Regions from separate parts of the Mus musculus genome. Here regions 2, 3 and 4 are each linked to region 1. Evidence: chromatin contacts called from public capture Hi-C and promoter capture Hi-C data. All regions are on one chromosome and are shown on one strand. The core of a region is the stretch at or near the end of the contact, and the rest is flanking DNA. Distances in the headings are between cores, read along the strand shown. Region 1 holds the start of Sstr4 (somatostatin receptor 4). Region 2 holds the start of Cstl1 (cystatin-like 1). Region 3 holds the start of Napb (N-ethylmaleimide sensitive fusion protein attachment protein beta). Region 4 overlaps Napb (N-ethylmaleimide sensitive fusion protein attachment protein beta).

The links. Promoter capture Hi-C pulls out the DNA fragments that hold promoters and counts their contacts. Capture Hi-C pulls out chosen DNA fragments and counts their contacts.
Region 2: a capture Hi-C map of macrophages shows a contact between it and region 1, with 4 times the contacts expected there. The contact joins the promoter of Cstl1 here to the promoter of Sstr4 in region 1. A contact is called at or near these places in 6 of 39 promoter capture datasets (the 3T3-L1 cell line, 3T3-L1-derived adipocytes, the HPC-7 cell line and 3 more), 4 of 484 Hi-C or Micro-C datasets (LSK cells, cardiomyocytes, cerebellum and 1 more), 3 of 115 datasets of contacts at active chromatin or transcription factors (acute myeloid leukemia, bone marrow-derived macrophages and large pre-B cells) and 2 of 9 other capture datasets (adipose tissue and macrophages).
Region 3: a promoter capture Hi-C map of liver shows a contact between it and region 1. The contact joins the promoter of Napb here to the promoter of Sstr4 in region 1. A contact is called at or near these places in 15 of 39 promoter capture datasets (the 3T3-L1 cell line, 3T3-L1-derived adipocytes, the C10 cell line and 9 more), 6 of 484 Hi-C or Micro-C datasets (Th1 cells, cortical neurons, embryonic stem cells and 2 more), 8 of 115 datasets of contacts at active chromatin or transcription factors (acute myeloid leukemia, bone marrow-derived macrophages, embryonic stem cells and 4 more) and 3 of 9 other capture datasets (adipose tissue, liver and macrophages).
Region 4: a promoter capture Hi-C map of hippocampal neurons shows a contact between it and region 1, with 3 times the contacts expected there. The contact joins the enhancer-like site here to the promoter of Sstr4 in region 1. A contact is called at or near these places in 10 of 39 promoter capture datasets (the 3T3-L1 cell line, the C10 cell line, the HPC-7 cell line and 4 more), 1 of 15 datasets of contacts at CTCF or cohesin (pro-B cells) and 5 of 115 datasets of contacts at active chromatin or transcription factors (bone marrow-derived macrophages, embryonic stem cells, fibro-adipogenic progenitors and 2 more).

What each region holds. Positions count from the first base shown.
Region 1 is chr2:148,390,954-148,398,139 of GRCm38.p6, reverse strand. Sstr4 (somatostatin receptor 4) reads right to left here and starts at 2,763. Exons shown (of 1, transcript NM_009219.3): 1 at 1,376-2,763. The coding sequence starts at 2,669. The coding sequence ends at 1,512. Gm39957 (a long non-coding RNA gene) reads left to right here and starts at 6,233. Exons shown (of 3, transcript XR_866841.1): 1 at 6,233-6,820.
Region 2 is chr2:148,747,399-148,754,584 of GRCm38.p6, reverse strand. Cstl1 (cystatin-like 1) reads right to left here and starts at 4,224. Exons shown (of 4, transcript NM_177655.4): 1 at 4,185-4,224; 2 at 3,431-3,774. The coding sequence starts at 3,658.
Region 3 is chr2:148,728,792-148,735,977 of GRCm38.p6, reverse strand. It overlaps Napb (N-ethylmaleimide sensitive fusion protein attachment protein beta), which reads left to right and starts at 3,558. Exons shown (of 11, transcript NM_019632.3): 1 at 3,558-3,712. The coding sequence starts at 3,615.
Region 4 is chr2:148,708,957-148,716,142 of GRCm38.p6, reverse strand. Napb (N-ethylmaleimide sensitive fusion protein attachment protein beta) reads left to right here. Exons shown (of 11, transcript NM_019632.3): 2 at 3,389-3,468; 3 at 6,710-6,826. Among named protein-coding and RNA genes, the nearest start is that of Napb, 20 kb to the left of the region's middle. Within about 2 kb of position 4,337, at least 3 of the 459 cell types and tissues checked have an H3K27ac peak or open chromatin away from gene starts, as enhancers often do.

The sequences.
Region 1 (7,186 bases), core at 1,514-4,013:
AGTTGCCAAACAACAAGGAGCAGTTGATTTTTCCAGGCAAAAATTCTGAAGACCTGGCCTGAGTGACCTGCTTGGGTTTTAAGATATTTGTGCCTGGGACCAGAATTCAGCCGCCTTGTCCATTTCCCACATACCAGGCAGCTGCTACTGTCATACAAGTCATGGCTCTGGGCAAGAAGCCCAGAAAAAGGTCACCTCCTGCTTCTCCCAGGGTTTCAGAGATTCACTGTAACCCACAGGGTGGTGGAGCATTCCCTCAGGCCCCACTCTACTTCTTGGTTCACTCTGGATCCTCATTAGCCTCCCAACAGCTAGATAGAACTCATGCTGACTGCCCTAGAAGACACAGGGCTATGTTCTTTAGGATGATAGGATCCAGGTGTTTTCTTTTCAAGAACACTCTCCCTTGCCAGGCAGCTGTGGAGACTGCCCAGATGACTACCCTGTGCTTCCTCCTCCCCCTCTTGGCTCGTTGTTCTAGTACCACCAGCGATGGCTCAGTAGAACTCAGCAGGGCATTTTTGCTATACTGATCTGGGCTGTAATCAGCCACTTCTCACCCAGATGCTGCATAAGCTGGGTTCCCTCCAGCGCTTTAGCCTAAGTAAAGCTCTTACAGGCTGTGAATCTTCCTCAGGGGAAGTATACTGAAGCTGTGGTTAACTTACAAGGCACAGGAATGGCTTTTCACTGTGGTCATCATCTGATGTCAAAACAGAGTCTGTTTCCCCTCCACCTAGTTCTCTGGTCTTTTTCCGACACCTTCCCCCTCATAGCATAGCTCGGGCTTTAATGGGGTTTCATATTCCTGCAATCAGGGACGGGGGTGGAAAAAAAATTGCAGCTGATGAGATTTTAATCCTTTCTGCCTTTGAATTCCTGACCAGAAGTTTTATGCCTTGCAAAACCGCCCCACATCATGCTTCTTTAAGCCTTTCACACTCACAGGAAGTCTCTACTGGCCCCTTGACAACTGGAAAACACTTGTACAGTGACAGTGCAAGTGCCCTCGTCTGTTACGTAGACATCTCACTTAGCAACGAGAGCCTCAGACCGACACAGAGGGAAACCACTTGGAGTTATCCTATCTTCTCCCTTGTCTCACCATACACACTATGCTACCATACAGCAAAGAGCCTACACAGAGCACAGGCTCTGCCTACCTCAGCCTCCCAAGGGCTCTTTCAAGCAGTCACTGTCACAAGTCACACAAGGGTAGACATTCCTTTCTGACCACCACCTGCTTCCCACCTCTTGAAAAATTGCCAGAGGCCCAGGAATGGATGGTACTTTAGCCCAAATCCCAGGGCAGTCCTACCCCCATGGAGGTGTCCTTGGAGCCAGTCCTAGGAGAGGGAGGGACTAGCAGGAGTCCTGAGGCTCCTGGGGACAGCACACAGGCTGCTGAAAGGGCCTGGCTTAGTGAAAACAGGAGTTGTTCTTGAAGTTGCTGGCTTGAGAGAGTGGCGCAGACCCGTTTGCAGGCGAGGTGAGGGAGGGTAAAATGGTTTTCAGAAAGTAGTGGTCTTGGTGAAAGGGACTTGCTTGCAGCCAGGTTCTGCTTGCACGGGCTCCTGCTGGCAGGGCAGAGGAGGGCATATGCATCCTGCACCCCCTCTGCTTTTGAGAGCAGTGGCATAGTAGTCCAGGGGCTCTTCCTCAGCACCTCCAGTTGTTTCCAGGAGACAGCAGCGCAGGCACAGAACCCGCTGGAAAGAGCGCCGGAAGTTGTCAGAGAGGAAGCCATAGAGAATGGGATTGGCACAGCTGTTGGCATAGCTCAGGATGAGGGACACATGGTTGACAGTGGCATCGAGGCTGGTGACAAACAGGTTCAGAAGCTGCACCACATAGAAAGGCATCCAGCATAGCACAAAGACGGTCACCACCATTAGCACGAGCCTAGTGATCTTCTTCTCTGAGCGCCTCCGTTGTTGCCAGCCAGCCCGCAGGGCCACAGCGCGCATCTTGCCCACAATAAGCAGGTAGCATAATCCGATGGCCAGAACCGGGAGTAGGAAGCCCAACAAAAAAGTATAGATCACAAAGACCGCAGACCAGGCCGGGTGAGGCCAGTGCAGGTTGCAAGCCACGGCCTCGCCCCCACGAGCTGGCCTGGTGTCAGCGAAGACTGCGATGGGCAGGGTGACCAGCAAGGATGCTAGCCACACTCCCAGGTTGATTAGCTTGGCCACGCTGGGCCGCCGGTAGGTGGCGGCGCGCAGAGGGTGCACAACAGCCACATAGCGGTCCACGCTGAGCACGGTGAGGCAGAAGACACTAGTGAACATGTTCAGGCCGTCCACGCTAAGCACTGCGCGACACAGCACCGCCCCGAACGGCCAGTGGCGCAGGGCAGCCGCCGAGGCCACGAATGGCACGCTGAGCATGAAGAGCTCATCGGCGACGGCCAGGTTGAGTAGGTAGATGTTGGTGGCTGTCTTCATCTTGGCATAGCGTAGGATCACGAAGATGACCAGGGCGTTTCCCACCAGGCCCACCAGACACACGAGCGCATAGATGCACTGGATAGTGACCATGCCCGCTGTCCCTGTGCCGTCGGACCCCATCGCATCCTCCTCCTCCTCGTCCGGAGCCCAGCTGGCGTTGATCCCAGGGGTCCAGGTGGTGTCCTCGACCCCCGGAGGCAGAGTTGCTGGCGCGTTCATGTCTCGGGGTGCCCACCCCGGGCAGCGGAATGCGGTGGAGAGCAGCGGAGCGCTGAGCCAAGGACCAAGAGGCGGGCTGGGGTCGCGCGCGCACACGCTCGGCTCAGCCGCTCCGCCTAAGAAGTGCGCGGGGGCCCGGGAGCACCCGCCAATCCCTGCGCTGCCGCGCGCCCCTCGGCCGCGGGAGCTCCATTTGCCCGGCGCGCGCCCTTCCCTTCGCGCGCCCAACCTCAGGTGCCTTTGCCCGAAGAGCTCTTGTGGGCTTTTCTTACCTGCGCCACCTCTGCCATGTTGCCAGTTTCGCCGGGCTATCAGAAACTTTACTTGGAACCCGTCCTACCGTGTGCCGCTAGATCTCGCCTCCGTCAGCTCTTCAGATCCTCTCCCCTTAGGATCCTGGTTCTCTCCGAATCGCTCGCTCACTACCTACAGTTTTCTGGGTATTAAAGTATCTGGATGGCCCCAGATTACCCCAAGCACCCAAGCACGCAGAGCCATCATCCCAGCACCTGACAGCCCTTCCCTGCTCTTTCAATGTTCAGAAAGTCCTGTATTGTCCTTTAGCTCAGTCCAGGGATGAGGGAAACTGAAAGTCTCTATGGACATTTCTGTGGATTCAAGGTCGATAAGAGGCCAGAGGTGGAGTTGGGGTCCTGGGGTGTGTGTCTTGGATCTCTCCCTCTCTTCCTGCCCGCCCGCCCTCCCTCACCCCAAACACTGGCCCTCTGAATCTTTTAAATTGAATCTGCATGGAATTAAGGTCCTCAGGAAATGGAGTGGTATTAGGAGAACTAGAGATACCTTTAACCCCAAGATAACTAACCTCAGGCAAGTGAAATGGCTCAGGGATAAAAGTGCTTGCTCTTAAGCCTGAAGACCTGAATTTTATCCCTATGATTCACAAGAAAAGAAATTTGACCTCTATTTCCCACTGTGGCATGCATGCATCTGCCTCCCATCATTCATATATATATATATATATATATATATATATATATATATATATACACATGTATATATATACATATATATATATATACACACACACACACATGAGAGAGAGAGAGAGACAGAGACAGAGAGAGAAAGAGAGAGAGACAGAGACAGAGAGAGAAAGAGAGAGAGACAGAGACAGAGAGAGAAAGAGAGAGAGACAGAGAGAGAATGCTAGTGGTGACATACGGTTTTAATCCTGGCACTTGGGAGGCAGAGGCTAGCCTGGTCTACAGAGTGAGGTAGCCAGAGCTACACAGAGAAACCCTATCTCAAAAAACAAAACAAAGAAAAAAAAATAAAAGAGAAAAAGAAAAAGAAAGTGAATCCCTGTCTCCCAGGTGCTTTGAGTAAGTGGACTCCAGTGACAGAGAGACCTGCTAACTCCCACATGGCACTCACTCATGGAGGTTCCTGCCACAGGAAGAAAGATGGCTTGCCAGCCTGTGTCATCCATCCCTGCTTCCAAACTCACTGCTAGACATGAGCAGGGAACCCTCCACTTCTGCCCTAGATAAGCTGCTAAAGCAAGGCCCTAGAGAAGAGCTGGCCCTAAAGGGCATGACCCCTTTTGTGGTCAGTCCTTAAATGTGCCTGCTTTTTCCTTTAGTCTTATTCCTATCAATGTCTCCATGGGAGGGGCCTGGACCCTCACACAGAAAAAAAGCAGAGGAAATGTTTAGTGGAAGGAGGTGTCCAGTGCTTTCTGTGTAACTCTGGACTCTGGAGAGACTCTTCAGTAACTGTTCCACAGATTACCTCTATTTCCAGGTCAAGCGTGTTGTCTGTCTGTCCCCTTCCCTGGACTCACCTCCTCCGAGGTCCCTTCACCTATTGAGCATTCAGTACTCTCTCTTCCTGGAAAAGTCTTTCCTGAAGTTCTCCGGGTGAGCTTTTGGAATCTTCCTACTTCTTCCTCAAAAGTTCCTTCCTGGTACTTCCTGCCTCCATACTCTTTGCCTCGGGCTCTGAACATGTGTCATGAATGAGGTTCAGGGACTGGTGGGGCCATCTGATCTTGTCTTTTAAAAGTTGCTTCAATGAACTGGTATTAAGTTGATGCCAAGAGGCCCTACCTACAGCATAGCACTGTTGCAAAGGTCAAATCTCTTGTGGTTGTGTAAAAGGAAGTTGGGAAACCTGACTTTGTTTTGGTTTGCATATCACATGTCTCCCATAGGCTGTGTCCCCTTGATGGTGACACTACTTTGCAGAATGGAAACTGGGAAGCAGAGCCTACTTAAGAAAAATAGGTCTCTTGGGGACATGTCTTTCAATTTAAAAGGAAATTATTATTTTCAGTTTCTAAGTGTTTATCTGTGCATATGTTTGAGCTACATGCTACCTGGTGCCTTGCAGAAGCCAGAGAGAGTGTTAGATCCTGAGGAACTGGAATTACAAACAGTTGTGAGCTGCCATGGGGATGCTGAGAATAGAGTCACAGTCCTCTGTAAAAGCAGTCAATGTTCTTAACCAGTGAGCCATCTCTGTAGCCTAGGTAGTGGTGGTGTGTGTCTGTGTTTTTAAAGATCATAATTGGCTCTTGTATTTTCCTGTCCATTTGTTTCCTGTCTGCCAACTGCCATGACATTTTGCCTCAGTATAGAATCTGTGGCACAAGAACTATGGACTAAAATTCCTCAAATCAAGTCAAAATAAATCTCTTCCAATGTACCTTGTCTATGGCAGTCATTTGGTGATAATGGCACGATAAACAGACAAGATGTCTGCTGTGGCCTTTGTTCCTCAAAGTCCAGAAACAGATCTCAAAGTTGAAGTTTTGATTTTGCTGATGGTACTGGGTGAGGGATGAAGCCTGTTCAAATTCTGGGTATTTATAAAACATACATGACATTATATTCCCCACAAGCCCTTGCTTCATTACACCAGTGAATGATCTTGGGCAAGACATCCAATTTGAGTTGCCACACCCTTCGCTGTAAATGGGCATCACCCTATCCCCTTTCCCCACTATGCTGTTGTGTGTTCCAAGCAAGTTGACATACTTGAAGCTGTTTAAAGTCTGACATGGTGGGCATGGTGGCACATACCTTTAATTCCAACATTTGGAGGTAGAGGCAGGAGTATTAAGAGTTCAAGGGCAACCTGTATTACATAGAAACTTCAAGACCAACCTGGATCTATGAGGTGCTATATCCTAAGAGCAACAACATGAAAAAACAATTACAACATGAAAGACATCTGGCACTGAGAAATTCCATACATTCATTGATATCATTATCACCAGAATAGCACAATAGACATTGTGTTAGTAAGCTTTTTGTTACTAAAATAAATACCCCAGATAAACAGGGCTTTTTGTTTTGTTTTGCTTTGTTTTGTTTTGTTTTGTTTTTGAGAAACATGGTTCATGTTGAAATTTCCATCACATTAATTGAGTACCTGGAAGAGGTATTGGCCAACTCGTTACTCTACCAGGAGAGGAGGCCTAGGGGAGCATTCATGCTGAGAAGCAGGAAAGAGGTGGGTTTGGGGGCTCTTCTGCTTCAGGAAGAGAAAAAGCTGCCTGCAGGCATAGTAGAGCAGAGGCTGCTCTGAGTGTCCAGATCCAGGGATGAAATAGGGAAAAGAGGGCATCACTTGCTACCAAGCTTCTTGGTAAATTCTATTTAGGGAGTTCCTTGTCTTCCCTCTCCATCCTTCTAACGTGGCTCTTTGGTAAGAACAAAATGAAGGCTGGAGATGTCTCAGAAGCCTCAGCCCATAGTCCAGGGATACTTTAAAGGCTCGTCTTCCAGACAAAAGTACCCACGGGAAGGAAGGCTTAGCCTGCTCCTGAGAGCTGCTTCTGTAACTTGCTGATGAGCAAAATGGTCTGAAGTACTTTAATCTTTTTCAGATTTGCTGTCAGCAGCTCTGCAGCTGCTCAGGTCAAGAGCCTGGTTTACCCAGCACCAAGTGCCTGGGATCCTCAGAAGAAATTCACAGACTACCTCACCACAATGTGAAGAAAGTGCCTTCCAGTGTCACTGGAACTGCAGAGATGTCCTAGACAGCAGAATCACAGGGCACCTCCATAGACCCAGTGCTCACACTAAGTGCCTTTTTCAACCTCCTATAGGCATCCCTAACTCCAGATCTGACATCTACAATGCTTGCTCTAAAACTTGAAGCTTTTGAATGATGGCATAACAGAGGTAGGTAATTTCATAGCATGAGACTCTTTTAAGCACAAAATTCATTTAAAAATAGCATAATATTACCTCCAAGCTACCTGTGTGAGGTATATATGAAGCAAATAAGTTTTACATTTAGATTTGGGTCCTGTCTCATTATGTACAAGCAAATGTCCCCAAATTTGAGAACTATGCAGCTTTGAAACAAACATCATGGACAAAAAAATTATCAGGTTTCAACTTACTGGCTCCCTTCTGAAATCTTAGGCAATAAAAAGTTCTGGGGCATGAGGCTGGCTACAAGGGTCTATGGATTCTACCATCTACCCTTGTTAGCCAGGCTGTAGCCTCTCACATGACAAGTGAGAACACTGACAGAGGAGCTTG
Region 2 (7,186 bases), core at 2,975-5,474, 350 kb before region 1:
ATTTCTAATTTCCACTTTGAGTGTCTAGTGGCTGACCCTCTCCAGGAGGAACCAAGTCATGACTGCTGTTTCCTGCAATCATACATCAAAACTCAACTCCTTCCTCCTCTCCCATTGAGTGATTCTGGCAACTGAGATCTCTGGTCATCCACAGCCTTGTGCCCTCAACTTTGCTGTGGTAGCCACATATTGCCTCTATTTTGTCCTCCACTCATCCCTATGATAAGACAAGCTGGGTTGCCTGGTAACCACAGAACACCATAGTTCTCATATTGCAGTGAGGTGCATGGCCCTATTTCTTCCCAGTCTGTGCAGTTATTCACTCCTTCTCGACTTTCCTTTCCAGTCAATCAGAAAGAAGAGGACAATTTAGCAATACATCTAAATATGGATCAGAGAGATGGCTCAGCAGTTAAAAGCACTTGTTGCTCTTGCAGAGGACTAAGATTTGGTTCCCAGAACCTGAATGGCAGTTCACAACCATCTGTAACTCCAGCTCCTGGGAATCCAACGCCCTCCACTTATCTCTGCAAGATCTGTGTGGATGTGGTGCACTTCTATACAAATACTTGAAAACAGAACATTGATACACATGAAAATATGTCTTTTAAAACTTATAGTTTAGGAGTCAAATTGATTCTAGGCATTCACTCCCCACGTATCAGCTCTGAAACCTTGAGAAAATAACCTCACAGCCTCCATTTGCAAGGGACACATAAGTATCCGAACTGTTTGTGGAGTCTGTGAGCAAAACAGAAGCACTTCCACTAATGCATCTAAAAAATAATAATAAAACAAGCTATTGTGTAGATATTTCCTCCCAATCGAAACTTTCCCTCTGGAGAGTGGAGGCTGGCTTATAAGATTCAGGAATCAAATAAAGCAAGATCTTAAGGTCTCCTACCCAAGGTGATTAAGGAGAGGTTTGGGCTAGGTGAACCACCTGTGACACCTTCAGGAACTTCTGAGATGCCATTATGATCCTAAGCCCTTTCTGGAGTAGGCTTTTTTGGTGATACAGCTGCTATTGAGTCACCCATGTTCCCTTTAAGTATCCCCCATAAACTCACTGGTAAACTAAGCTAGACTTTCTTGGAATTGTTGCTTTGGTCTGTTGTTGGTGCCCTATCTGTAGTAAGTAGACATTTGTTGTTCAGGTTTCCCCAGGAAAAGCCACACGGGGGTATCCTAAGGACTTTTAAGTTATTAAACGTTTCTGCCAAAGTGTGTAGAGCAGCTATGACAGCTAGAGAGCCAAGAACAGAAGAATGGCCTGCGCTGACGACCTTGCTTTCTCTCCCATGAGCTTTCCACCTGATATGCTACCCCCTGTTCCCTACATCTGTTTCCTCCTGGGGCAGTGGACAGTGCGAGATGATGCTGTGCTAACCAGGTAAGGCAGAGAGAACACCAGCCAGGGCCAGCTCTCAGGGGTCCATCTGTCTTCTCTTACTCATGGTCAAACCTAAGGCTGTGAAGACTAAGAAGGGGGAGAGGAGGAAGAGGAGAAGGTGGTGGTGGAAGAGGGACTGGGGAGTCTTTTGTGGAAAAGAAGCCCTACACATGGAGTAAAACACTAAGGAAATATGGTGGCCATTGACCCAGGTCTGGCACCTCAAAAGAAATGTGTAGATTCGAGAGAACTACATATAGTGGAGAGAAGCTCTTGGGAGTCTCCTGCTTCTTGTGCCCAAATGCCAGTGGTCCAACCTAATGAGATAGTAAGTCTGTCTAGGGGAGATGCAGGCAGAAAATTCACCTTGATCCTGGTTGAATGATCCCCATAGAAAAACCTAAGGCCAGGTCCCAAGGCAATTGCTCATGGCTGCACTGCTAACGCAATCTCAGTCCTAGCCTGGAATGCCCTAGAATGCACGTGCTCCTCTGCTGTCATCAAGGTGGCCATTCTACATATGCACGGGGATGTTGTAGAACTGTGCCAACCACTGTCACACTGCCTAGCCATCGGCAGGTTGTATGTAGAGGAAACCTAAAACATGCATGCACATGAAACTTCTTACTCACTATTAGTCTCCATTGTTCACTTAGAATACAGCCATATCAGTAAATATTTGACAAGTGCCACTAGGTGGCAGCATTGTGCTAAATTGTTGCTGTTCTGACTCATTTTGCCTCTGAAGAAGCGGCAGGAAAGATTCTAGATGATGCGTAATCATGATTCCACAGCTGGGAACAGCTGAAAGGTGAAACCAGGCCCACCACTTACCACGCTTGTCTACTACCCCCTCTTTGCAGGATTGAGACGTTCAAAGTCACATCTAGATATTGAGATGTCCAGAAACCTGTGTCCATGATCCTCCCTTTCCAAGTGACAGGTCCAAATTGTCCGCTTATCACTTTAAATAACTTCAAGTTTGCATATAAACATTTAAAAAATATTTTCGACTAGTTAACTGTTAATGGTAGAAGGTTGATTTCACAGGTTATATTAGTATCTCAATTATAGTTTAAGGAAACCGATCAAAGTGAAGACGAAGCAGCGCCACCTTGTGGTTATAGTGCATAATACCAAGGAATCCCCAGGAATGTCTGTGTTGGGATTAAGGAACTTTAGCTATCAAACTTACATTGCCCACCCGGCCCCATGTCTTCCCCTTCTTGCTGTTAACTCCTGTTCCATCTGCTTTCCATTCTCTCTGACTAGTAATCTTCTCTCATAGTGAACGATTTCTTCTCAAAACTGCATAGCTAGGAAGCAGAATTGTTTCTGACTGGTTTGATCTGACCTTGAGGAAACATTGGCTCAATAGTTTTCAAGCAAATGCTTTCCTCTACCGCCTTTCGACTGATAAGATTCACAACAAAGTTGTGTGTAAAACAAAAGAGAAGGCACAATGACACGCACATGTGATCCTAGCACTCACATGGAAGGAGGGAGGACTGTGCCTAAAAACAGGTAGAATTAATCTGGCTGCATTCCCTGACCCCATTGCTCTCACCAAAGACTTGTTGCTCTAAATGTCTCAAACACAAAATTCAATCCTGATTTACAGTCCTGGACACTGAAGAAATAAAAATGCTGTTGGAAGTAAAGGAATCTACAGAGCCTGCTTATGGTTTTTCCAGATAATATCATTAAAAAAAAAAAAAAAAAAAAAAAAAGACATCCCCATGCTGCCCTCTGGTAGGCAGAACAAAATGCAATTTCTCCCATAGAACAATGCAGAGTAGCTACAGGTCAGCTTTTGGCCAAGGAAAAGGTAGTAAGGATTAGTTTCCAGCCTGAGGCCAGACTAGGTCACGACCTGGCTGTGATGACCAAATGAGCTGCTTAACTCAGAGATATCGTGTGCACCCATTGCACATGAAGCTACCTGAGGAGTTTCCAGGACTTGGTTATAGAAAATCCCCATATGTCTCAAGAAGCAGGATGGGGCTTGTGTTGATGTCCGGGCAACAAAGCACAAACCTGCATCTGACCTTGAATTAGCTTCTGAACTTGATACAAGTAGGTGTCGTTGCTTGCGTTGTTGTAAGAGCGGATGAAAAAATGGAGTGTCGAGTTGATGTTTTTCTTGCTCATGGCCTTCTCCTTGAAACCCCCCCACCTCTGGATGTGATTCACCTTAGCCATTACGACCACAGTCACCAGCAACAGCAGCAAGGGGATCCTCAAACCTCTGGCCTTCATCTCCATGGCTTCGGAAGGCACTTAGCTGCAGTGCTGCCAGCTTTCGAGTGCAGCAACAGTTCTCTCCGCCTTCCACAGCAGTCTTGCCGGCATTGGCTTCCTGGGAGACAGCTTCACGGACCCTAAAGCAGAGATCAAGACACTGAGTTCACTCTTCCAAAGTGCTAAGGACACTATCCATGGAAAACTTCCCAAGGGCCAGAGCAGTGCTCCTGCCACTAGCAATGGCCATTCTGTTCTTTAGCAATCCAGGTTAAGAGGTTGTCTCTGCACACATACCAAGCCATGAGAGCGTTCCCTAGCCTTGCCTGTACATGTAGTGTGATCCCAAGAACAGACTTCAGAGCCACACAATAAAGACATGCTATAGCAGAGGGCACTGTGTATGGAAATAGATGAAAGTTTATGGAATAAGTTGTATTTGAACTGAGACAAAGGAATTGACCACATGGAACCTGGCGTAGTATATTCCACCCACCTTATCAAGTCACCAGCAACCCCTGTGCTTCCTCAGTCAGGTCCCCTTACTCACCTGCCTCCTACCTGCCACAGATTTCTCTCTGCTGTTTCCCACTGTGCTGGCAGGTTCCCAGGCTATCCCTTGTAATCCTGTTATGACCCAGCAGAGCTTTGTGAGGTAACCCCAAGCTCCCCATGTGAAGTCAGCCAGGAGTCTTACTCAGAAATTATCGCTGCAGGGTGCAACCTGTATGTTAAGAGCTCATTACAGTACCCTAATGTTTTGCCCCCAGCAAAAGAACAATAGTAAGAGAATCAACAAAGCCTTGGACTAGAGAGATGTTTTCTTCAGTGTCAGCATAAGGATCCTAGCTTAGATCCTCAGCACTCACAGAAAAGTCAGATTGGGCTGTGAACACTAATAGCCATAGTGTTGGAAAGCAAATATGGGTGGGTCCCAGGGCCTCACCTGTCAATCAGTGTGGACAAAATGCTAAGTCTAGGTTCATTGAGAGACCTAGCCTCAAAAATAAGACAGAGAGTAATGCTGTAAGACATTCCAATAGCAACCTCTGGCCTTCATACACATCTACCTGCACCAACATACACACACACACACACACACACACACACGCACGCACACACACGCACGCACATATACCACAATCTGAATGTACTGTAGTGACTGTATTGTGAAATGCTAACTTCTTAGTTTTATAGTTGTACTGGGATTATGTCAATGTTTCAGGAGGTTAAAGACCTAGGCGAGGTTCTGTGGGCTTTTGTTTGTTCGGGATCTTTTCAGTCTATTTGTAAGTTTCATATTATTTCAAAATTAAAGTTTAAACGTTAAAAACTAAAACTAGTCATTGAGAAGCAGAGTGATATGGCAGGCAACACACATGTCTCATGCTCCAGCTGTACTCTGGAGATTCTGGGCTACTTAATCTCCCTGAGCCTAGATTTTTTCATCTCTGTTTTTGAAACAGAGTCCCATTATAGAGTTCTGGCAGGCCTGGAACTCACAGAGATCTGCCTACTGAGTACTGGGATTAAAGGTGTGTGCCACCACACCTAGCATTTGTCCTTGTGTCCAGCACTGGAGATTTCTCAAAATCATCTGTGTGATTCTTCCTGAATCTGATTCATATGCTGGATCCATTGTCTGATGAGCTCCTAGTCCTAGTCTAAGCTTCATTGTGTCCCTCCAGTAATAATAGTTTATAGTACTATTAGGGTACCACAGCGTCCATATTGTGCTCCATAGAGTCCTAGAATCTGTCGAGCTCCAGACATGGAAGCTTTAGAACACTCTAGGTTGGATGAGCCGAACTCACTACAAAATAGATGTCTCACCTATACCTTTCTCCTCTGTATTAGAAATGACTTGTTAAGTAAGCTCTGCTACTTGGGTGGAGGAAGAACTCTGCTTATTGACAATCAACACACTATTAATTAAGCTAAATATAGCCAACAAAATTGGATTGTTATGTGCCAGCAGAAGGACAGAGGTGTACGAAACATTCTGTTTAACTGAACTTGGGGTTCAGTTCTTTCTTTCTTTCTGCTATGTATTTTAAATTTTTATTTTATATTTATGAATGTTCCGCCTGAATGTACATGTGTGTTCCACTTGTGTGCTTGATGTCTGACAAAGTCAGAAGGGAGCGTCAGAGTCCCATGAGCTGGAGTTACAGATGGTTGTGGACCACCAATGTGGGTGCTGGGAATCAGGTACAGGGCTTCTCTGCAAGAGCAACAGTACTCTTAACTAATGAGCCATCTCTCCAGCCCTGGGGCTGAGCTTTTCAAACAGTCCTCTGCTGAGCCTGAGTGTAAGTCATAACTGCACAATAGAACTGCTTCCTGCCTCATGTCAGTGTGGGCATCTTGTTTCCTGAATTAGTTCCCCCCAAACAATACCAGAAAGACTGATGATTTGGAGGAGAAAATAAATATTTATTTAATCTATGGGATAAAGGAGAAATAACTGGCCTATTTGTATCAATGGGATATAGAATAAATGGGCAGTTTTTTTTAATGTTCAAGAACTAAGTGGGGTCCATTGTCTGGTGAGCCTTAAGCCTTAGTCCAAGCTCTTTGTGGAATAAAGACAAAATAGAGACTCTAATTACAATCATAAATATGAGAAATACAGTGAGTATCAGAAACCTGCCTTTGAATTAAAGGAAAAATAAGGAGCCAGAGATATAATGCCATAAGGAATGAAGACAAAAAGGGGGAAGTAAGGGGCTTGATAACACACTCGAAACAAAGGCAAAGAAGGTACTTGCTTATCTTCACAGAATTGGAAAACTGGATTCCTCATTATAACTCTGAAATAGGAGGAGTATGATGGTTGGTTCCATTTGGGAATAAAAAGAAACACACAAATTGGTCTAAGCAGCTGTGGAGATTGTTTAAGATGATTGGCTGTTTACAAAGGAAAAGGAAAAATAAGGTTCTCCTCATGTCATGAAAATGGAAGTAAAATGCTTCATAATTTTATAGGTTATAGGGAAGGCAGGGGATTGAGAAGTTCATAGACTAAGGAGAACTTAGAGGAGTCTTCTTGGTCCATAGCAAAGAGAGAAAAAAAATAGACTTTAGCTGGGTCCATGTAAGGAGGCAATTACAGAGACCTCGGTCTTGTCCAAAAGACAAGTGATGAATGACTCTGAAAGGGGCACAAGTATTACAATTTCAAATTGTCCACTGTAAACACATGGGATTATTTGTCAACTGCACTTCATAATGCGGTTTGGATGCATGGATGGGGGTGTGGGGAGCGGGTGTGGCGGCAGTCCTAAAGGCGCCAGGGACTGCAGCTAAGTCATATGACTTGCACCTGACTTCCTCATATAAGACACAAACATCTTGAGTGCTGCGCAGGTGTACCAGGATACAGGTGAATCCAATTTGGTGGAGATTTGCCCCTGCTGCCCTGATTAGCTGAAGCTGCGTGCCTGGTGAGGCGGCGTGGCCTGCTGTGCGTGGATGGGAACTGAGAGTATAAAAGAGTGAGAGGCCCAGGGTTCGGGGGAGATATAAAAACAAGGGAGATATAAAAACAAG
Region 3 (7,186 bases), core at 2,309-4,808, 340 kb before region 1:
AGGAGTGGTGTGGCCTAAGGGGGATTATCTTGATTGTGCCGATTAAACTGGAAGACTCCCCCATTGTAGGTAGCACCATTCCACAGATAGGATAATGGGCTATATGAGAGGCAAGGGAGAGGAGAACAGGTAGTGCTGGAGTCTTACTCGCGTTCTCGCGACCGGCCAGGAAAGACGCAGCAAACCGGAATCTTCTGCGGCAAAGCTTTATTGCTTACATCTTCAGGAGCCAGAGAGCAAGAGAGCAAGAGCTCTATTGCTTACATCTTTAGGAGCCAGAGCGCAAGAGTGCAAGAGCGCAAGAGCAAGAGCTCTATTGTTTACATCTTTAGGAGCCAGAGCGCAAGAGAGCAAGAGTGAGGGCAAGAGCGCAAGAGCGCAAGAGCTTTATTGCTTACATCTTCAGGAGCAAGAAGCAAGAGCCAGAGCAAGAGAGAGAATGGCGAAACCCCGTCCCTTTTAAGGAGAATTATTCTCCGCCTAGGACGTATTACTCCTTGATTGGCTGCAGCCCATCGGCCGAGTTGTCGTCACGGGGAAGGCAGAGCACATGGGGTGGAGAACTACCCTTGGCACATGCGCAGATTATTTGTTTACCACTTAGAACACAGGATGTCAGCTCCATCTTGCAACGGCGAATGTGAGGGCGGCTCCCCACACTGGAGCAGCGTAGCATTTATTGCCCTTGTTTCTATTGTAGATACTGTGACCAGATGCTTGGTGCTCCTCCACCTTAGTTTTCCTTCTCTGATCGACCAAGACCTTGAACTGTGGGTCAGGATTATTATCTCCCTTAAGTTGCTTTTGGCAGAGTATTTTCTCAAAGCAGAAGAGAAATTAAGGTAAATGTCCTGGAAGAGGGGGCTGATACCCTAGCAGACTCCTTAGGGTAGGAAGGGTCACCAGAGGTGATTCTATTTCTCAGCTTGGGGGTCTCCAGACATACAACATGGTCAGCACTACCAGGGTGGACCAGGCTGTTGACTGACTTCCTCTAACCTATCTGTGGTGGCTTAAAACTGCCTTTAAGGTCAGCCTGGCCTATGTAGCAAGCTCTAGGACAACCAGTATTACAGAGAGACCTTGTCCCAGAAAAAAACAAAACAAAACAGCAAACAAATAAACAAGGTTGAGTCCCTCTCATCAAGAAATATCATCCAATTCCCCTCCCTGTATGTAGGCTAGCTTTACCTCTTTGCTTCGGTGTAGAAAAGTGTCACACCATTCTTTACTGTTGAGGCTTGGTTATAAAAGGTGGCCCTACTCTACCTACAACTCTAGCAACAGGCAGATGGCCACATCCTCTACTCACGAACGTCATTTTCTGTTAGAACTGGGGATTTCAGATGAGTTCAGTCATGCCTCTATGTTGGAGACCATACCGTGAGAAAAAGCCTTTCACAGTCTCCCACCCTGACAAGCCAAATGACCTTGTGCTAGGAGCTGCTCATCACTTCCTTCTCCCTGTTCCCTTTCTGGCACCTGAGGCTGTAAAAGCTGAATTCTTCCTTATCTCTTCCTGATTCCCATGACATCCAAGGACACGAGTTACTTGCTGAGCCCGGACTGACACCCAAGGCTGTTAAGGAGGATTCGAATTCCGGAGATAAGACGAAGAATGCCTGCCACCTGGAGCCTGACTTCGGCCTTCATGTCCCCAGATGCCCACTTCTTTGTTCTTTGTTAATTCCCCCTCAATCCCTCCCTATTCCCCTCGATGTATGCTTTAAGAACCACTGTTTCTGCCTAATAAACTGAGACCTTGATAGGAATCCCTTCTTGGTCTCGGCTTCTCCTTTCTCTCCCTCCCATTTCCGCCCAGGTTTGCAGTCCCCCTCGAACCCACGAATAACTGAGTCCTGCTGGGTGGGATAACCTCTATGGACTGTTTGATATGGAGAGTGGGCCTTTAACCTTCTAATCTACTCTTCTTTGTATTCACTCAGCTTGAATGTATCCGGAATGTCCATTGAATAGGATGTGCCCAGAGCCACTGTAAGGTAGGTGCCACAGTCTGAATGAATGAGCATCCATTAAAGGCAGATGAGTGAAATGTCTGGTTTTTGAGGTGTGCTTTGGGAGAATGTATTCTGGTTCCTTTTCATCCAAAGCTTTAGAATTTAGAATGATTAACTCCAGAATAGGGTAGAGTGGAGATCTGGACACCAAAGACTAGTGGCAGAGGGATCAATATTTCTTGACTATCCTGCAGAGTTGTTCCATTCAGCCAGGGTTGGGAATTGCTCTGATCAACACACTGCTGCTGCCCATGATGCTTAGGAGTTGACTCAATCCACCAAATTCCCCAACTGACTCCTTTTCAAATGCCAATGTTGGTTCACTTTTTGCAATTTTTCTCTCTTCAATCCAACATCCACTGCCACCTCCAATTTCCTACCTCCGTCTACCCTCCTGCTCCAAACTTGCAAATCAGTTCTCCAAAGTGAAAAAAAAAACAACAACAAAAAAACAAGCTCATAGTAGTTGTAAAAAAAACTATGCACCAAGAGCCGATATTCCCCTCTATCTTGAGAGCATCCTGCTATGGTTGGATCATGCCACACTGTGACATCAGTTTTGGTAGCTTGTTTCCAGGAGTTTAAACGCTCTTGCTATGTTCTCTGAAAACAGGCTTCATTTTCTTAGACAAATTCTGCTTGCCAGTTCCTACAGCGTATTCATGAAGAGTTTTAAATCATCAGAAACTCTCATTTGGCAGTAATTCTATTTGCTGCACCACCTAAGAAGTAGCACTGCCAAGCATAAATGGTCTAGACATTGTATTAAAAAACACCTCCCTCTGGGACAGGCCTAGAAGTCACTGGCACAGGATTGCATCTATCTATGGATATTTAGTAGATTAGAAGTCTTCCTGGCAGACAGGAATTTTGTCAAGATCCACCCACTATAGCCAGCATTATGTAAAGCATAAGAGAGTTCACTGGCTTATAGCCATTTAATAGAATTCAGTCAATAACAAGAGTAGATTGTGCCTACAGGAAAGATATGCAATCCATTTTTAAACAAGAGGACCAAATGGAAAGTTGTAGTTTGGGGACGCTTAAAATCAACTCTGAATTTATATTGGGGATGATGATGCATTTTTAATGTCTTGCTGTCAGAAATTAAAAATAGCTCTTTAGGCCAGCTGTTGCTGCTTTTCTGGCAGAGTTGGGAGGTGGGGCACCACATGGTTGACTAAATTGAGCTGAACTGCTGCATTAGATTAAATTTTGCAGTATTGCTTGTAGAGTGTCTCTCTGTCTCCCTCTCTCTGTCTGTCTCTGTCTCTATCTCTGTCTCTCTCTCTCTTTCTTTCTCTCTCTCAACCTTGAAGTCTACCTCCAAGGGTCCAAGGCCCAAGACCCCTCCAGAAGGCCACGCCCCTTCCCCCTCCTCCAGGGAGTCCGGGAGAACGCCCGGCCCTGCCCAGCAGCCTGCTGGGAACTGTAGTTGTGGTCTCTGACAAACTGGCATTAAGGTGGAATGTAGGACTACAGATCCCGAAAGGCCACGCGTGCCGCGCCTGCGTGTCCGCACCTGCTGGAGGGAGGGCTAAGTCGTCCCGGGAGCCTAGCTAGTCAGCAGAGGAGGCTTTGGCTGCAGCGGGTGACATGGACAACGCAGGGAAGGAGCGAGAAGCGGTCCAGCTTATGGCGGAGGCCGAGAAGCGAGTGAAGGCTTCCCACTCTTTCCTCCGAGGGTTGTTCGGGTGAGCGCCAGAGGTCTTGCCCTTAGGGGTCTTGGTGCCCGATCCCCTGCCCAGCCGGCTGCCACCGCAGAGTACCCCGCGCAACTGCTTAGGGTTACGGGATTCCCAGTGGCCCACGCTCTGTTTTGGGTCCCGTAGCATCCAGGGCCTCATCGCATCCCTTGGGCCGTGTCTGGGGTGTCTCTCCAGTCAGCACACACTGCAAGCCCCAGAACCTTTTGGGGATCCTCAGGCCTTGGACACCCCTCACCCACACCCGGAGAACCTCTAGCTCACAATCCCCAGGCACCCTTAAACAACCCAGAACACCTACGCGTCCTCGGAGATCTCTGTGGTCCCCCAAGTCCCATGCGTCGCCAACGGTCCGGTGCTAGCTCCAGGGTCCGCGCCAAGCTGCCTCTTCAAGGATGCCACCCCTCCTGGTGGACCAGATTTATTCATTTCCCCTGGTTGGGCCCGTAAATCCCCCGGGGGAGCCAGGACTGTGAGGTTCTGGAATTCAACCTGGAGTTTGGCAGCAGCTGGTGGCTCGTGGGGAGCGCGAAGTCTGCGCCCCTGTATCCCGGGCACTTGCCCGCTGGCCTTGGCTCAAGGGCCTTGAAATCATATCCTCCTTGGTGTGTTTTTCATTTGCCAGAGTGACTTGTATCCGTAGTTCAGGCTTCCCGTTTGATGAACTGTATGTAACATTGCTCCTTTTTAAAGTCAGAGTATCCTTTGGGAATCCCGTGATTTTGTTAATTCTTACATATCTTGGTAGGGAAGGGTTTGGTTTACATTCTGAGCTTTCAAAAAGCAAAACCTGCCCTGAGAGCTTGTGGAAGAATTCTGGGCTGTTGATTATGCGAATGATTCAGCTGTTTATGACAGCGGTAGAAATTACGTGTGCCTCTTCTTTTTTTTCTCCCATTTGAAAGTGAAAGATCTGTACCAAGAACAGATTTTAATTATCGAGAGGGACTAGAGGTACATACTAAACTGCTGCATTGTGAGACGCAGTTTCTGTAAAAATTCAGTATAGACACTTAAGTGCTGAAAATGTACCCAGTGAACTTTGACTTTTATTTTTACTTCATTCATCTGACTACTAATTACATTAATTATTATATAATAGTTTAATTGAGCCCCATTATGTTTGCATCTCCAGGAAATGCTTAGAGTCACATTGATACAGTTTATGGTACCATGGTCTGCCAAGATAGAGAAGGAGACCATGCTTGGAGACCCCTAAGGGCATTTGTCTCTGCTAGTTCTTAAATTTCTCATGTAATATGAAGCTTGGAAGTGTAGGTGTAAGTTATAGATACTGCTTCCTCTTTCAAAGGGACAAGGAGCATTGCAAGTGCCAAAGACTAATTCTTGTCTGAGTCACAAAACACACACTGGATTGCATTCAGTCTGTGTGAAATTTAATGGCAGAGTAGCTCACCTTGGGAGATGATGTTAATACACATTCCACATCGGGATGTGCTTCCTTGAGCCAGTTATGGACATTTAATTTTGGTCAAGAGGAGCACTGTTTTGAGGAAACTATGTCAAATCTTGAGACACTCATCGGAAAGGATTTTGAGGAATCTTTATTTCTGAAGAAACATCTTTTGGGCCGTTGCTGCCCTGTCAGTGGCAGGCCAGGTAGGAAGACTTTCATTTCCCATCCACGCTCAGTTTGTGTGGAGTCACTTAGAAACAGCAGTCCAGGTTGTTACCGTGGGGTTTGGAAAAGGTTAGCTTTGCTTCTTTGGGCCTCAGTTTCTTCTGCTATAATCCAGTGTGTCTTGTGATTAATAATCAATGAGTTTATAAAATACTTAGACCTGTGGAGGTTGGAAATGGCTGTGGCATGATTATCCACATACTTATCAGAGCTGGCAGTCCCTCTTATCAAAGAAGCAGAAGGGCAGATGGATTGAGTTTTATGGGATTTCAGAGCCAAAAGTGTGGTCACTAGCTTAAATGAATAAATACCTTAAGAGTCTTAGCCAGGTTAAGTGTCCTTTGCACTCAGGACTGGGAGGTTTCTAGTCATATTTGGTTCTGAAAGCTTAGGAGAAGAATATGTAGAACTTCATATGATCCATTATAAGTATATAAGTATTTGAAACCCCAAACTAGACCTATTTCTCTTTTAGTTACAATGGTCCTGTGGGTGTGCTATTGCAAGCATCTGTCATCACCTTACACGTTGCCCTGCCCCACCCCTCTTTGGTTCTATCCCTCATTTACGGTAGTGTTATCCATCCCCATGTGAGACTCTCAAGTTAACAGGGAATTAATCATGGCAAGTATCATCGGCGCTCCTGCTTAAGAGATGGACAGGTGATGATTTAAGGATGTGTCAGACATTTAAAAAGGCATTTGGCTTAATGCAGATGTTTCACGTCACTGACTGTTAATCTCCTAACTGCAGATTAAAGCGGAGCTTGACTCCATCTCCTGTATCCCAAACACCGCTTTTGTGATATACTTTGTTCTCAGTATTGTTACATAACTCTGCCTTTCTGTTGTTGCTTTAGATGGAAATATGCGAGGAAATCCATGAGAGTGAGTCTATTGGAAGCTTCTTCAGCTTGGTAGCTGGAGGTTGAGGGAGGGAGGCGTGCATGAGTACAGTTATCCCCCCAGCGAAGCTGCTACAGCTTCCCTACAAGAAAACCATTTGAAAGGATGCAGACAAGCCTGCAACCAATGTTACTTCTGTTTGGTTTTCTGTCTTATTCCCGGTTAAAGAGTAACTGTTTTTGTCTGGGTTTTTTTTGTTTTTTGTTTTTTTTTTTTTTTTTTTTTGGTTTTGGTTTGTTTGTTTTCTTTGTAGCTGTGCCGTCAAATTAATTCTCACTTTTTCTGAAGAGCACAACAGTGTGTAAGACCACCACTGAAAAAGTCAAAGTTTCACTTAGTGCATTGCCAGAGTGGAGCTGTGGACATTTGTAGTTAATCAAAGTTTAATTTAGCATCTCCGAGAACGGCTAGAAGGATCTTTAGCTGCCCAGACTGACAATGGGATACTTTCCAAGTGCAAAGACCTCCTTGCTATCTCCATTTGTTACTAGGGGAACCTGCAGTGAGGGCACAGAGCACACTGAAGAAAGCCGTACTTACTGAATGATAGGAAAGTGTTTCTGAGCTTCCTTCCTTTGTTTGTTTGTTTGCAGTGCTAGGGATGCAACCCCAGGCCTTGTACATTGTTAGGCAAACGTTTATCCTGCCACTGAGATATATTCTCAACCCCCTGATGGTTCCTTTTCAATGTTCCTTCATCTCAGGGTTAATAAACGAGGTGGTCTCGGTGTAAATTTAATGAAGGATCCTTTTGGATTACTGCAACTAAACATGGGTCTACTTCATGTCTGTCTGTGAAGATTCAGATATTTCTTAGATACTATAGACTAGATCCATATTGTTCCCTTGTTTTTATTTCAGTGAAGATTGCGTTTCCATGTTTAGCACAGTCATGTGATAGCTTTGAGAGAGAGC
Region 4 (7,186 bases), core at 3,088-5,587, 320 kb before region 1:
CTGCAAAAGAAGTTTGTGTTCTTAACCACTAAGCCATCCCTTCAGCCCCTCTTCTCAAGTAATGAGAGTGCTTGTGATTCTGATCAGAACGGGTGTCTGTTGATGCAACCCAGCTAGCTCATTCTGCCTTCTCACAAAGATCTCTAGATTTGAAGTCAGGAGTGAGCTGAGCTGCACCTCTGTGCTGAGTGGCCATGGAGAGCTGCAGACCTCCAGATGACAGTGTCTCTTCTGTGAGATGAAGGAAGTATCCTCTCTGGTTATTATAATAATTTAAAAAATGTCCTGTTGTGGCAATACTTGGATGTAAGCTTAGCACAGCATACGGATTCTGTTGTTTGCATCTTGAAAGTAGGATAAGGTACATTTTAATTAAGCTAGTTTTATTTAGAAACTTAATAAGAATGGCTGCACTGACTGTAATTACAGTTCAAGATTCTGGGTACTTGACAGAAAACAAGACGCAGGGAAAGGCTAGCTCGTGTTAACTGTGACTAAAAGTGAGAAACTTCTCGTGTGAGGACTTTTCCACTAGGGAATCCTATTAGTTCATTGCTTTTTAGAAAAAAAAAAGAAGAAATGTCGATGGATTGGAGATATGGCTCACAGGTTAAGAGCCCTGGCTGTTCTTCCAGAGGGTCTTGGTTCAGTTCCCAGCACCTACAGGGCAGCTTGCAACCATCTGTAATTCCAGATCCAGGGGATCTGACACCGTCTTCTAGTTTCTGCAGGCACCAGGCGCACACACACATACATAAAGGAAGCAAGTCTTTAAAAGAATTTTAATGGCGATTTGAAATAGAGAAAAGGGACCTGAGGGCTGAGGTTGAAAGCTTTCCTTTTTGGAATAGCTTAATGACATCCTGCCATTCCTTCTGTGACATGGCCCCAGGTCATTTATTTGGCAGCTAGAAGTAGCAGTGTTACTGAGATATTATTCACCTAGCAAATAATTTACCTGTCTAAAGTGTGCTCTGATCTTTTAAAATGTTTGCATATTAGAGCTGTGCAACCATGAAAAGAACCAGCCCCAAATGAAAGAGCGTACCCTTTGCCGGTGGCACCCTTCCTGCCTCCCCAAATGAAACAATGCACCCTTTGCCAGTGGCACCCTTCCTGCCTTTCCCCAGCACTCTTGGCTCTAGATATCATAAGTCTGGTTTGTGACATCACAACAGAATGCCTGAGACTGAGTAGTTTAAAGGGGTGGATTTTTTAGTTCTGGAGAGTAGAACTTAGAAAAGTCAAGGTACTGGCATTTGTTGCGAGCCTTTACTGTCCTCACATGGTGGAAGTGTGCAGAGGGGGCAGATGTTGTACACTTTTGTGGCAGAGGAGCAAAGGGGAGAGATCCTACCTCAAAAGCCCTTGCTTTAGCTCTCCTCATTCGCTGATCATGACCTATCTAAGCTCAATGGACATGCCCTTGTGTTCACTCCCTGTCAAGTCTGTTTCCACCTTCCACTCTGAGGTCCTCAATGTATGTGCTGCAGTCAGAGTCTCTTGGGCCTTGGTTTTCCTTTGTGATTTTATATTTGCAGTGTAGACAGACACGATAGATGTCTTGTATGGAAGGGCCTGAGCTAATTAGAAGCAGACTTGAATTTAGAAACTCTGGAAGGTAAACACCAAAGATGAATTTGGCTTTATGTCTGAAGAAATTGCTGACTATATAAAGCTATCTCTTAGAGGCTGAAGAGGCAGTTCAGTGGTTAAGAGCACTGGCTGCTCTTTCAAAGGACCTGGTTCCAGTATTGCATCCACGTGGTGGCTCAAAACCATCTGTAACCCCAGTTCAAGGAGCTCTGATGCCCCTTCTGTGCTCTGTAGGCACTTGTACATACATGGTACACAAATATACATGCAAAGAAATGCTTAGATACATAAAGTAATTTTTATAATTAAAAATAAATAAAAATTAAGCTATCAGTGGAATTAGCTACCAAGTGAAGAACTTTCTAGAACTACATATATTCTAGCTGCTGTGGAGTGCCCTCTTCTCAAGATGTTACACAGTGATTTTTCTGTACCTGGTGAGGCTGTGGCTCTAAGGTGCTTCCATATTGGAGACAGGCTAAACTGTGCCAGAGCTCACATGGCACACAGTAGCAGAGCAGCAAAATAATGTGGCACTTTCTCAGTACTCTGTTTCTGGGTTTTGTGGCTTTTGAGACGATTGGGGCATTGCTTTTGAGGTAGTCTCACCATGGAGCTCAGGCTGGCCTGGAACTCAGCCATCTCTTGCCTTTGTCAGTCCACTGTGGGTGTTACAGGCCTGGGCCACCACATCTGTCCATTAGGTGTTAAAGAATGGCAAGATAAAGTAGCTTCACACTTCAAAACATAATCTTCTTTGAGAAGTACCCTTCTAATATAAGGAAATCTACTTACCCTTCCTGATAGAAAACTTGTATTAAAAACAAATTAGATATATTTATTTTTGTGTATGAGTATTTTTTCTACATGTATGTATTGGTACCACATACATGCCTACTGCCCATTGAGGTCAGGAGAGCTCGGTATCAGATCTTCCTGGTACTAGAGTTACAGACGTGAGCCACCATATAAGTGATAGGAACTGGACCCAGGTCTTCTGCAAGAACGAGTGTCCTTAGCCACTGAGCCCTAAGTTACAGTGTAGATACATTTGTAGACCTTGGATTCACCGTATCTTTGTCTGGGTGTTGTTTTTATGGTATCTGCTGTGTGGTCCAATGCAGTGACTTTAGCCCTCCATTCCTCAGCCTCCTCAACTGGAATTTAGGATCAAAAAGAATCTTTTAGTTTGCGTTTCCATTGTTATGAAGAAGCATTGTTATGACTAGGGAAATACTTGCGAAAGAAAACGTTTAATTGGGGCTGGCTTACAGTTTTAGAGGTTTAATCCATTGTCATCATGGCGGGAAACATGGCAGCATCTAGGCAGACATGGTGCTGGAGGAGCTGAGCATTCTACATCTTGATCCAAAGGCAGCAAGAGACTGTATTCCACACTGGTTAGAGCTTGATCTTAGGAGACCTCAAAGCCTGCCCCCCACAGTGACATATACACTTCCTCCTACAAGACCACACCCATTCTTATAAGGCCATACCTCCTAATAGTGCCACTCCCCAGGGGCCAAGCATTAACACCTGAGTCTATGGGAGTCATACCTATTCAAACTACCACAAAGAGTATCTGTGTTTTTGAATAGCTGTTAAGATTCTGTAGTTTGTCTTGTGCACAGAAGAGCTCATTGAGTATTTCAGAGTTATAATAATATAGTAATAATTATACAATAAATACAATAATAGTCTCGGTATTATTTCAGTGAGGGAGGGGGGATATGAATGAATGATATGAATTAACAAGAACAGAAATGTAACCTTGCGTTTAAATTTCTCTCAGAGGAAACACAAGAATAGAAGAGGCATGTGAAATGTATACCAGAGCTGCAAATATGTTCAAGATGGCCAAGAACTGGAGTGGTATGTACAATGTTTTGTTTATTTACCAGGCAGTTACTTTAAAAACAGTTTGGTAGGAGGACAGGACTGTGTGTTCCCTTTAAAGAGTGAGCCAAGCATTGGTGCTGAAAGGATCCTCATCTCGGGTAGCTAACAAGATTGAGCACTGGGGCGTTGTCTGTCTCAGCTTCTGCCAGCCACCCAGTGTAGTAGGCTTTACCACATCTGCTCATGTTCATGCTCCTGCCTGCCACCCCAGAGCCTTGGCACGTGCCATTACCTGTTTACATACTTTCCCCTTGTTTATTGCTTTCTTCTGGTCCATCTTCAAAGGTTATCTTCTCAGCCAGCTCTCTTCTGACTACCCCTTAAAAACAGTGATCTCTCCCTGGAAACTTTCTACTCTTCCCCACAGCCCACATTACCTCCTAGGTATTTTAGTGATTTATATTTACATGAATCATCACATGGAGGCCCTCACTAGCATGTACCTTCGAGGGTCAGAGTGTTTATGTGTCTGCAATTGGACTCCATCCCTAGGGTCCACACCGTGTCTCTGATGTGGTGGATAGTCGGTATAGTATTTAATTGAATAAATAAACAAGGCTCTGAAGTTAAAGCACTGGTGCACTGGTGGTGAGCATGACACCATTTTGTCTCTTTATAATTTTAAAGTTCTTTTGTAATGATTAAGCTAATGCTTTTCAGCCACCGTTGAGACTGACAAGTTGGGTAACTTCCCAGAGACTATTCTCCTTTAAAGACACTTCCAGGTCAAGAGAGACCAAGCTGCTCTTGTTAGCAGTGATTGGAATTTGTGTTCCAAGCAATGAAGTGGCAGCATGCAATTGTATAACCAGCACCAACTGTTACCTGGGAGGTCGAAGTAGCCGAAAGGAGCCAGCTGTTGTGCTGTACTCCCAGCAGGAAAAGGATAGGTCATGATTAGTCGTGGGACAATAAACGTAGTCAAAAGTAAAATGTCAATGGGACTTGTAAAGAAATGAGAAGTGTGCTGGAATGTGCTGGGGAGAGGTTTGTCTGCAGTGATGAACATGGCTGGCACCAGTGCTTCCAGAGCCAGGCCTTCCCAACCACTTCCCGGCAGGTCCGGGTCATTCATTCTTCCAAGGCAGAGCCAGGCAAAGCTCCTGATCAGTTGGGTTCTGCCTGCAGCTAGCTTAGCCTTGGCGCTTCTCAGACTCTTGTAAGTCTTAATGTGGCTCTTCAGCTGCTAGCAGGGATTATTCTTACTAACTGTAGCCCTAAAGGCCAGTTCTCACAGGTTAGTGTTTGCATTAATCCTTTTATGCTGCTAGAACAAGATACCTTCATCTGAGGAATTTATAAAATACAGAAATATATTGCTCAGAATGTAAGGAATGTAAGGATTAGAAAAGTAAGGACTCTTGCTAGTGTATGCAATGGTGTCAGCGTTTGGAAGCTGATTATGGGATGGATCTCCGGATATGGCAGTCTCTAGATGGTCCATCCTTTCGTCTCAGCTCCATTGCATTGACACCATTGCATATACTAGCAAGATTTTGCTGAAAGGACCCAGATATGGCTGTCTCTTGTGAGACTATGCCGGGGCCTAGCAAACACAGAAGTGGATGCTCACAGTCAGCTAATGGATGTATCACAGGGCCCCCAGTGGAGGAGCTAGAGAAAGTAACCAAGGAGCTGAAGGGATCTGCAATCCTATAGGTGGAACAACATTATGAACTAACCAGTATCCCCAGAGCTCGTGTCTCTAGCTGCATATGTATCAAAAGATGGCCTAGTTGGCCATCAGTGGAAAGAGAGGCCCATTGGTCATGCAAACTTTATATGCCCCAGAACAGGGGAACGCCAGGGCCAAGAAGTGGGAGTGAGTGGGTGGGGGAGCGTGTGGGGAACTTTTGGGATAGCATTGGAAATGTAAATGAAATAAATACCCAATTAAAAAAAAAGAAAAGAAAAGAAAAGCGAGGACTCCTCAGCACTTCTAAGATGCCATCTTGTTGCTTCATCCCACATCGCAGAGGGAGCAAAGCGGCGTTCTCCTTTCAGTGTCTTGTGTAAGAGTGCTAATTCCACGTATAAGTGTGTGGATTAACCACTCCTTTAAAGGGCCTAGTGGGTAATACTGTGCCATCTGGATACTCAATACAAAGGGTGGGGGATACCAACATTCAGACCACAGGAGCACCCATGCCAAGCTAGGTAGTCAGTGCTTTCTAAATCTCACGTGTACTCTTCTGTCAGAAACAGAGGGGCAGATCAGAAATTGAACTGGAGCAGGCTCCAGGGTTTGTATGGCTTCCTTTCCTTGGTGACCAGAAGGCCATGTGGGAATGAGGTCAGTGCCTGTGGCGAGGGTGCTTGGGATCCGGAAACAACTAAAGCTTTCACAGAATTGGATGTCTTATTTCTTACGAGTGAATTTAAAGCAAGCAGTTACTTAGCGCAGTGCACTGCTTTGTGTCTGTTGTTAGTTAGTACTGCTCCTAGCTCCCAGAACAGTCTGAAGGAGGAGAGTCTCACTTAGCTCGTGGTTTCAGAGACTCACTCTGTGCTTGTTTAACCCCACGTGTGTGGGCAGAAGGCGTGGTGGGAGAGGTGCTTCTTCACCTTATTGTAGACAGGAAGCAAGAAGAGCAAGGGAAGGAAGGTGGCCCTGTCAAGCTTTAGTTCCCAGACCTCACCTAGGCACACCTCTTCAAGCTTCTAGAACTGACCAGCTGGAGGCCAGCCATTCAGAACATGAGTCTGGACATGGTAACACATCACTGTAGTCCTGACATATGGAAGGCTGGCATGGATTGAGTTCAGCTTCAGGAAGGGCAAGATCCTACCTTAGCAAACCACGTCTTTCCCCCAAACCCTAAGGTTTCACGCCATTCTTAGTCATGTTTTTCCTAGTGGAGCAGACTCAATAATGACAGCTGAGAGCCAAAGACACTGGATTGAGAGATGAGATGAATACCCTTGGCTTCAGTGCTTTGCCCTTTAACTGTGTGAGCTGGGTGCACCTTGTTGGGCTGATCTCATGATGTGGACTAGCGTTCAAGCGCATAAATTTTGGCTACAGTCATTAAGAAAGGAGGCTCTGTGTTCAGGAAAGCAGGCCTTCTGGAACTGCCGGGGAAAGCGACCAACACCCAATGCACTTGTTTCAATGTGACGCCTCTGGTCTCTGCCTGCAAAGCCTCCTTTTAGAGACTTGGACTCTTATTTGGAAAGGCCTTGTTTCACAATTTAACTGTGGCGCCTTCTTCAGCTGCAGGGAATGCGTTTTGTCAAGCTGCCAAACTCCACATGCAGCTCCAGAGCAAGCATGACTCTGCTACCAGCTTTGTGGATGCTGGAAATGCGTACAAGAAAGCAGACCCTCAAGGTAAGGCCGCTCAGAGGCTCTGTGTGACTGCCTTGGCAGCATTTCCTGTGGCCTTGAGGTTGGTGTGCCACGCTAAGTCCCGGTAATAAGAATTCTGTGTTATGGGATAGAAAGGAAATTTTGGTAAATGTAATAATGTTTACTCTTTAATCATAAAGACATTAGTCTGAAAGGGTTAAGGGACATTTGAGACAGTTTTTCGTCATGCAGCTAAAGCTGGCTTCAAACTTGCAGCTCTGCACCCTCTGACTCTGGTTCCAAAGTTCTGGGATTACAAGCACCTTATCTCAACCTCATGAAACATGGTCCTGAACTAAGAAGGAAACCCTGATGTTACTGTACTCCTCGATGTGTTTTATG